Regions from separate parts of the Oryza sativa genome. Here region 2 is linked to region 1. The links are chromatin contacts, called in public HiCAR-type maps. All regions are on one chromosome and are shown on one strand. Each heading gives the region's core, a stretch centred on a gene start, on an enhancer-like site or on the middle of the called end of the contact. The rest is flanking DNA. Distances are from core to core; before and after follow the strand shown. Region 1 holds the start of LOC9271037. Region 2 holds the start of LOC4341232 (arogenate dehydrogenase 2, chloroplastic).

What was found. HiCAR-type assays count read pairs that join an accessible place to other places.
Region 2: a HiCAR-type map of leaf shows a contact between it and region 1, with 2.1 times the contacts expected there. The contact joins the promoter of LOC4341232 here to the promoter of LOC9271037 in region 1. A contact is called at or near these places in 2 of 15 Hi-C or Micro-C datasets (leaf mesophyll and an unstated tissue) and 1 of 4 datasets of contacts at active chromatin or transcription factors (leaf).

Annotation. Positions count from the first base shown.
Region 1 is chr6:21,119,418-21,124,101 of ASM3414082v1, reverse strand. It overlaps LOC9271037, which reads right to left and starts at 1,927. Exons shown (of 1, transcript XM_015787330.3): 1 at 959-1,927. The coding sequence starts at 1,775. The coding sequence ends at 1,374.
Region 2 is chr6:21,255,631-21,260,314 of ASM3414082v1, reverse strand. LOC4341232 (arogenate dehydrogenase 2, chloroplastic) reads right to left here and starts at 2,445. Exons shown (of 6, transcript XM_015786457.3): 1 at 1,832-2,445; 2 at 936-1,103; 3 at 692-774; 4 at 436-505; 5 at 270-344; 6 at 1-73. The coding sequence starts at 2,359.

The sequences.
Region 1 (4,684 bases), core at 678-3,177:
AGAGATAGCATAAGTTCATCTAAAACGATTATAAGTCATACCACTTATTTGCTACCAAACAATAATTTATAATCAGAAAACCTAGACAACGGTATCCCGTTGGAACTGGATACCCTTCTATGAGACAGTACCTGCTACCTGATACATGTTATGGTACCAGCTGCATGGTACCTCTGATACCTGTGATATTGCTATTAAAGAATTAATTAATCCACCCACAAATCATCATTCACATGGGGCGTACGTACGTTAACTCTAACCTCGCAAAAGATGGAGCTAGCGGCGCGACGTTGTTTGCTGCATGGAGTAGACGCTACGACACCAGCTAACTAGCCATGCTCCCCTTATCTAGCACTAGATAGATTACTACTACTATTCCTATCAGTCACCTGGCCGGCCGCTTCATGGGAACTCACCATGATAATCGATTTGGTTAATTTTTCCTTGAAAATGTTAGTAATTGATTTGATTATATTGTGGCTAGCCAGTTTAGTAGTGGTTTAGTTCAATTGGCCTCCCTTAATCCGCACGCTTAAGATCGGAAGGGCGCCGGAAAGCATCACATCACCAAGCTAGCTTGATCTGCTCCTGCCTCCAAGAAACTGCGAGAGCTACTACTGCTTGACATGCAGCCTAAGCATAGCTTAATCTTAGCTTAATGATGTCACCCTCACCCATGGTGGAATGCAGGACCAGCTAGTCATTGTTGTTTCTGGAACAAGTGGATCATTACCTGTATTAATCACTATATTTTTTCTCCTTTAAAGAAACGACTAAAGCATCCTCTCTGTTTTTTTTCTTTTTCTTGCGTTGTGTGCATTTGTGTGTGCTAAGCTCACATGGACAAGAGAGATTGAATCGATAAATGCAGTGACAGACCGGAAGATTTAGTACCGGTTCAGACATGATCAGACGGCCTCAAGAACGAGCGGGAATTAACACTTGAGAGTCATCTGTATGATCGTATTCAGATGATGTTCTGAGTTAGTATCAGATCAGATGGTTTAACAACAAAAACAATAACAGAGAAGATGTTCGTAAGAACAATGGCAAACAAAAGAAACTCCTTTCTGAAGTTCACTCAGGTTCAGAGCAAAGAGCAGTTAAAGAAGATCGGAGTTTACAGAGCTGGAATGTCCAAGAGATTGTAGTGTAAGCACTCATTTTCGGAGGACAAAAGTTTTTTTCCGCCTTTTTACAAATTCAAGAACAGGGGAGAAGCCGAGAAGGTGACGAATCGAAACAAGAACTAACTCATCATCCTATTCTTGAATGAGCTCTTGGAACTGGATCTTCATTTGTTGATCGAACAAGTCCAGCACCGGGCAGGCAGGAACGAACACGGCCGTCTTCGTCGTCGTCGTCGTCGACGATCACGGGCTCCCGTCGCCGCCGCCGCACACGAAGAACTCCGCGTCGGCGGCGGCGGCCGGCATGTCGTTGTGGCACGCCGACGATCCCGACGGCGGCACGAACCCACGGGGCAGCATCGCCGAGAACGCCCACGCGCCGGTGCCTCCTCCTCCTCCTCCCCGGCCGCGCCGCCCCGCCGTCCTCCTCCACCTCGCCGCGCCGTTCTTGCCCATGCCCATTCCAGGCCGCCCCGGCGCCGCCGCTTCCTGCGATCCCTGCTGTACCCAGCTCGCCGCGGCAACGTCCGGCGCCAGCGCCGGCGCTCGCGCCACCTGATCCGCCTCGGCTCGGACGGAGAGGGAGGAGACCAGCAGGAGGAGGAGAACAGCGACGAGCAGCGCGGCGCGGGAGGAAGCCATCATAGACGAGGAGGTGTACGTGGTTGCATGCGAGGAGATGAGGAGAGGATTTGGCTTTGGTTTTCTGATCTCTGGGGTGAAATGCCAAAGAAAAAAGAGGGAGAAAAAAAAACTCTTGGATTTGAAGAGGGATTACTCTTGACTTAGCTGCACCTGTTACTTATATAGCCTCTTTTGCTCAGTGTGTCTCTCTCAGCAGGGTTTTTTTTTTTTTTGCCTTTTTGGGAGAAAGAGAAGGTTTTGACTGACCTGGTTCTCTGGGCCGGGGGGCAGAGAATGGCTTAGATTCAGGCTCGATTGAATCTAACAATGGGATTGTGGGAAGAGGGGTCTTAAATAATGGGGAAAATCTTATCAAAAGAAAGAAAATACTAGTCAACTACTACCTCCGTTTCATATTATAAGTTTCTAAGTTAAACTTCTTTAGCTTTCATCAAATTTATAAAAAATATAACAATATTTTCAACATAAATAAAACTATCAAAATATATTCAATGCTAAACTTAATAAAACTATAATTATCTTGTTATATTTTTCTATAATTTAATAAAAATCAAAAAGTCAAAGCAATTTATAATATATGAAACGAAGGGAGTACACAGAAAATAGTCAAGTATCTCTGATATCTACGATGATGCAGTATACCAGACAAGTAAAAAGTTCACAACATTAGAGAGAAATTTCTAGAATTTCATATACATATAGTGGAAGTGCACAATTTTTGCATTTAGTTGTTTCAGGTAGTCTTCTTCACATTACTTTGTTTCGGTTATGCTGAAGGTGCAAGCGCACAAGCTACTATATGTGTACACCACACTTACACACCTAATACACGCTAAAAGGATGAAGATTGGTGGTAAATCCCTAGTCTCATTCTTTTGCACATTGTCTGTTCGAGCCTTCGAGGCGCGGGTTCGATTCTCCCAATCGAGAGTAATGCGTTAAACATTATCAATTCTAAAATCATGAGTTTCCTTTCATATGGTTATTTTAACATTTAATTTAATAAATTGATTAATTGATACAATTATATATGTGCATAGTGGAGGTAGCCTCAAGATAGGATAAGGCACCATCCGACTTCCATAACAGCTTAACAAACCAATTAGCATGTCATTCTTGTAATCATACTGGGCCCAGACAGTAGAGACTAACATCATCAACTGCCACTTCTCTCTCTCTCTCTTTTTCTTCACAACAATTAGATTAGGTGAGAGTGGTAAAAAGGTCGAGGCCTTTTTTGCATTGTACTACGAATCATAGAGAAACTTCAGAGGAAAGGAATTCTCTAATATAATAAAGTTTCCCATGGTTGAAGGATGAGAATAGATTAAGGTCAAACAATTGGAGTTAAAGACTTTCAAGATCTAACTTACACTGAATTACTGTCCGGCAACATTTGCTCTGCAGTGATTGGCCAACAATTTGGATGCAAGTACCAAAAAGTACTGACAGAGTAATATGACTTCCCATCACTTTTTATAGTGATATGTTTTCATGCAGTAATTACAATATGGATGAAATTGTTTGTATTCTTCACATGAAAATGAATCAACATATCAGCCATTAAAACTACTTCAGTACAATTTTAAATAAGTTTTGTTGACATGATGTTAGAAACGAGTGTTGTAGTGTATGCCTTCAAGACAGCATCAAATAGCCAGAGCAAAAGGCAAACGACAATGACTTAAAAGATGCACGGTGTTTGGACCAGTTTGTTACTCTTGCAAGCTGAAAACTTGAGTTTTAATTTCCAGCCAGCAGGCAGGCTGCCAAAATTCTTGAATGCCCTGATGTCCATGTAGTTATAAATTTAAGGATGTACTTAGATTACTTTTGCCGGCTGCTACCGGTGCAAAAGCCAGCTAATCAAGCTGACACCACAGAAGAGTCATCAAATGATCTCGATCTGTTCTCATCAGGATTGAAGTACAGTCCAAAAGAAAAAAACAAGTAAACTTCCTGATAATAACATGAAAAACCTGAATTCCTGTAAAAAAATTGTAATCACAAGTTGTACAAACAAATTCAGTATCGTTGTTGAGGTCTCATAAAAACAGTGAGAAGTAATTAAGCAGTATCTCCCCCACTGAACTCAGAAAATACACATCTCTAAAGAAAATAAATATGAAAAAAATATATTACCAATTGGATTACCAAGTAATTAAGCAGTGTGTTTTCCCCAAGAGTATAAAGCCATGAATCTTACTAGAACAACCCAATGCATTACCAATTGGATTGTAGTAACTTGACAAAATTAAATCCTGCAAAAACAAATTTGACCAAATTAAAAGTATACATTGTAGGATCCTTTCCTACAGTATTTTTCTTCAAAAAAGAGAAAGAAAGAAAACATTCAGAGATCTTCCAGCCATCCAGGGAGGGAGCTAGGAAATGCCAGGTTGGGCAGAGAGGTAGCCAGGGTTGCTAGCTGGGACCAAACAATTTAACAATCCTATAAATTTCTTTCGTATCAGCAACCTCAGGGAACTGGAATACGAGGAAAAACAAAAAGGATTGAATGCTCCAGCTGTCGGATTCAAAGGCAATTCAGTGTCATGTTCGGAGAAACGTAGCAGCAAGAACATCCTAAACTCTCACATCGGCAGAGAATGATTTGATGAATGCGTATACTACAGAGTTTTGGGGAAGAAAGAGAAATACCAAACGTATATGCTGTACCATATAGCAAATCTTCCTCCATGTATTTCTTTTTCTTTTTCTAAAATAGTACTATCTTACTACATTTTACTGTAGTATCAATGGCTCAATTAGTACTATAATTGAGGATGCTTTCTTTTCAGCTAATATTTAAATGACCGATGGACAATATGCAGATTATTGGTGCTAAGCACGATTCCTTTTAATATTTTCTATATTGACATTGCTCAAATAACTTTCTCTAAGCCACT
Region 2 (4,684 bases), core at 1,196-3,695, 140 kb before region 1:
TTCTTAGTACATTATGCAGCCTACCATAGAGCATCTGCTTCACCTTCTCAAATGCCCTGTCCAGGTTGTCTATCTGCACATACCATAGATACAAAAATAGTTACAATATACGTACAAACCGTACATGTTATTACACACTAAGTTTTGATCTTTGGTTATCCCTCATAGTAATAATTATCTGGGGGTTGATTTCAATCTCCATCACATGACCGTAAATAATAATAATAATTTGAAACAAGGATGACACATCACATGGAGAGCGAACTTGCCTGTTCTGTGGCATTCACATTGTACATGAAAAGCCCATAGTACAGATCGAAACTATCACTTATCGTGTTCTTAGTCTGAAAAGTTTCAGAAAAAGAATATCATTCCCCACACAATAAAAAAAGGATAAGATGTTTTCTCTTCAAGAGTTTCGTTAACTCTGCTTACAAGTTGCAGAAGGGTCTCATAACCCTTGGTGTTGATTGGTGTGGACTCAAGGTTTAGCTGTGACAAAATCCTGCTTCAATGGTACAAAAATTAGCTTTTGGACTCTAATAAATAAATGGAAATGATTTTTTTATATAAAAAAACAGAGCTGGTGTGTATATTACAGTGAGATAATAAACAAATGGACATGTTAAACAAGCACCAGAAGATACATTTAATAGGTGAAATGGTTCCAGATAAATAACCTGTTGCTCACCTCCCAATAGTGTGAGTGATGAACTGACTTCCCGCGGCATAGCGATCATGCTCTTCGCACAACATCTCCACCATCCTACATCCCTGCCAGTAATAGAAAGAAACAAAATGAAACACAACCAGTTTGCACGCCTTCAGTAACTGTCATCAGTTATTTCAGGTATCAAGAACTACTCCACTGGTTTTATCCACTGTAACTAGCAAGAACATAAAATTCTGACAGATAAATCAATCAACCGAATTACCTCCCGCTCAAAGATGCTCAAGAACTGTTCGCACTTGGCCGCCTGATCCCCTTCCTTGGCAACACGGACCTTGTCATAGACAAAAGGTAGCCCACTCCAGCCATGCTTTCCACTCTCCGGCCCAAACATGGGGTGCGTACATACAATCCCGAACCCCGGAGGGAGGATCTAACAAAATGTATCACTCCACAATAATTAACTAATGAAGTCAAGCTAATGTAGTATTCCGATCTAGTCATGAAAGCATGTTGTTTTGGGTGTGCTTTAAATCAAACTTTAGAGCTTTAAACATCAATATCATTTCAAATATTTTTAACTGGTGGTGCTGCATGAAAATGATTTGTAGATTTTTCTCGGAGAGCACTTTCATAATATCCAAAGTTTATCATGTTTTACAAATAAATGACAATATAAAGAGTCTGGTCAAAGTTGTATCTTAGAGGCCTATCAGTGTCCAAAACACTAGTAACATGTTTCTCGACCAGAGAGAGCACCATTGTACTAATACTAGCGGTAGTGCAGTTACACATCCCACATCAAGCCAAATGTGTGTTGGCGTCGTGTGCTTGGCAGGACCTCGAATCAAAAAATGTCTAGTGTGTCGATGTCACTACCACAAAGTCACTAACCAACAAGACCAAAAGAATAGTACTATCCTCCGCCTTTCAAGACGGATGACTCCCCCTAGTTTAGAGTTTCTTCTAGTAGGTTGGTCGGTACGTGTTGGATGCTGATTAGTGTGGCTAATCTCCAATGACAGTGACATGGTCATATCGAATTGGAGGCAGCAAAATCTGATTCGAGAGATGGTGTTGGTGGCTACTAGCAACCAGTGCGATCAATGGACGATTGAATTGATGTGATGTGTTTGCTGGTGAAAGTGTTGGTGTATGTACCTCGAGGAGGAGGTTGCGGGGGAACTGCTTGACGGAGAGCACGTCGGCGACGAGGGTTCCGGGGCGGAGCTTGCGGAAGGGGATGGCGCGGACGACGGCCTCGGTGGAGAGGATGGAGCTGCAGACGAGCAGGACGTCGGGCCCGGCCTCGCAGAGCTCGTCGGCGGTGGCGAAGAAGCGGATCCCGTGGCGGGCGCAGTAGCCCGAGTAGTCGGATCTGGAGGTGGCCAGCACCGCGTGCCCCTGCCGCTGGATCCCCCCCGCGATGAACTGCCCGAAGTTGCCGAACCCGACGATCCCCACACGCAGCGCCCCCGCCGCCGCCGCCGTCGCCGGCGAGGCGGCCGCGGTGGTGGGCTCCGACGGCGACGGATCATGGCCAACGTGCTGCTTCTGCTGCAGCTGCTGCTGGGGAAGGCTGGGGAGTTGCCTGGTCGGGCGGAGGGGGGCGAGGGCGCAGAAGTTGGGGTAGTGGCGGCGGAGGAGCAAGGTGGGGTGGTGGGTGGAATGGCGCGGGGAGGACGCCATGATCGATCGAGAGAGCTCGGAGCGCTCAGCTCGAGTAGAATTTGGCTGCGATCGATGGATGGATGCGTGGGTGGGCGTGGCGCGGCGGAGGGAGGGAGGAGTTGGGAGTTGGTTTGGTTGATAGATCAGTCATCACTCATCAGTGAGTGTGGTAGGTGGTGGGGGCCACCCGTCTCGACCGCGGTTGGTCAAAATGGCGCGGCTGTTTTTCACCTGTGTCGTCCCCAATTTTATACAATTGGTCAACGTGGTCAAATTGTGTTTTTTTTTACTGTCCCCCGATTATAGAAAATAAGGGCCCACGACCGGGCTTATTGGGCTGGCAAAATGGGCTCGAGAGACCAATACGATTTTTTTTTGAGAGGAAAAGAACTTTCCATTAACTTAAGGACTCAGCAAAATCGCTGGTCACCAAGTCCTCCATGCCCGGAGGCATACTGTCCCATTGTTCAACAGTGTTCCGAGGACATTTACAACCCAAAGCTCCTAAAGCATGCGCTACTCTATTACATTCTCGTTTCGCAAAAACAAAGGAACAGAAAAGGAAATTACTTCCGATCAGCTTCTTCGATTCATAAAACAAGCCACCCGTTGCTGCAAGTCTGTGATCATCGGTATCCATTGCTTGCTTCAAGATAATGGAATCAGTTTCAAAAACGATATGGCCCATTCCTAGTGCATTCGCGGCCCTTGCTCCGGCCAAGCACGCCACAACTTCCGCCTGGAAAGCATCTAGCAGACAAGATATCTTACCAGCACTTGACAGGATAACCTCTCCCTCCGAATCCCGAATTACAAAACCCCATCCTCCTTCCCCTGTTTCAGCTATATAAGCTCCATCAGAGTTTATCTTCAGTTTACCCACAGCAGGTCTGCACCATCGTTGTTTTCTCCTTGTCACCTTATTTTGTTCAAAGCTGCATATGCTTTCAAAATCTGTTGCATTCTTCCCAACGAATTAATAACTCCACTTTTACTCCCTCGTAATATAGATCTAATCCAATTCGTATCCCTCAACTATAATATATGATATCTTGATTCTCTAACTATTAAAATTGATCTAATTTGACTCCCTCGACTGTTCTAAAAGTGGTTTTCGCTGACGTAGCACGTTTGCCTAGTCCAACTAGCACTGGGGAGTCTCAAAACCACTCTCAAAACCGCTTAGGAATTAAATTACAATGATTTTAATAATTAGGGGATCAAGATAGTTCAAGGACATAAATCAGATTGGCCAAGGAATCAAAGTGGACTTATCCCTTCCTTACTTCGGGTTGCAAATCTCGGCAACAACCAGGCCTACTGACGAATGGGCTATGGCCTACGGCCGCACGCAATCGATCCGCACTTCCATTTTCTATTTTTCACCCACACGGATTTCCTTTTCTAATTAAGGTCACTTCGTATACCAAAAGTTTATACATTCGATTCTGATTCAAATGATTTTATAGGGAATATAAAGTATTTTTAGATAGCTTCTCATGATGATACACACCCGGACTAGATTTAACATGTTCGCCCATTAGAAAATAAAAGATCATTTTGTGAGTAAACCTTTTAAATGCATGTCCTTATCGACTCAAAAGCAAATACTGTAAAATAAACTACGATGAAAAAAATCAAATTCAAAAATTTAAATTTTAGCTTATAAGTACTCCTTCCGTCCCTAACTATAAAGGATTTTGGTTGGATGTGATGTATTCTAATACAACGAATCTGGACATCAAGCCTGTCCAGATTCGTTTTACTAGGATGTGTCATATCCAACCAAAACCCCTTATATTTAGGAACGGAGGAGTAATAAGTATAATTCAAATAATGAGACCCTAGATGGCTAGATCTACCCACACGAACGAGATACACACGGACCATGCTTGCCCATTAGACCTACTAAATTCCCCAATAGGACAACATTTGTAATGGGAAAGCAGTACAATTGGATTCGGGGTTTTATTGGACTGAACTATTTCATGACCGAATACCGATTATGCCTTGGCCCTTGGCCAGCTCAAGTTGTACATAGGCGCATTTCCAGGGTAATGACTTTTGAGAGTGCAGTGACTAGGGGTGGACGTAGGATAAAAAATAACTGGGGGGCATGTATCTATATAACTCATAGAATAGTTAGAAAGCCAAGTAAATGTCACGCCCCGAACTAGTCCCGACCGGGACTAGCCCGTGACGCTCCAATTTAACCTGTTAATCGATACCAGTCCCAGGAAACAGTGCTGGTATCACAGGGAGACAGAATATCACAGCAACAGAGGTCTCTTTATTATAGAGTAGAAGTACAGTCATGTTGGGCTGCGGACAGATCCCGAGCTC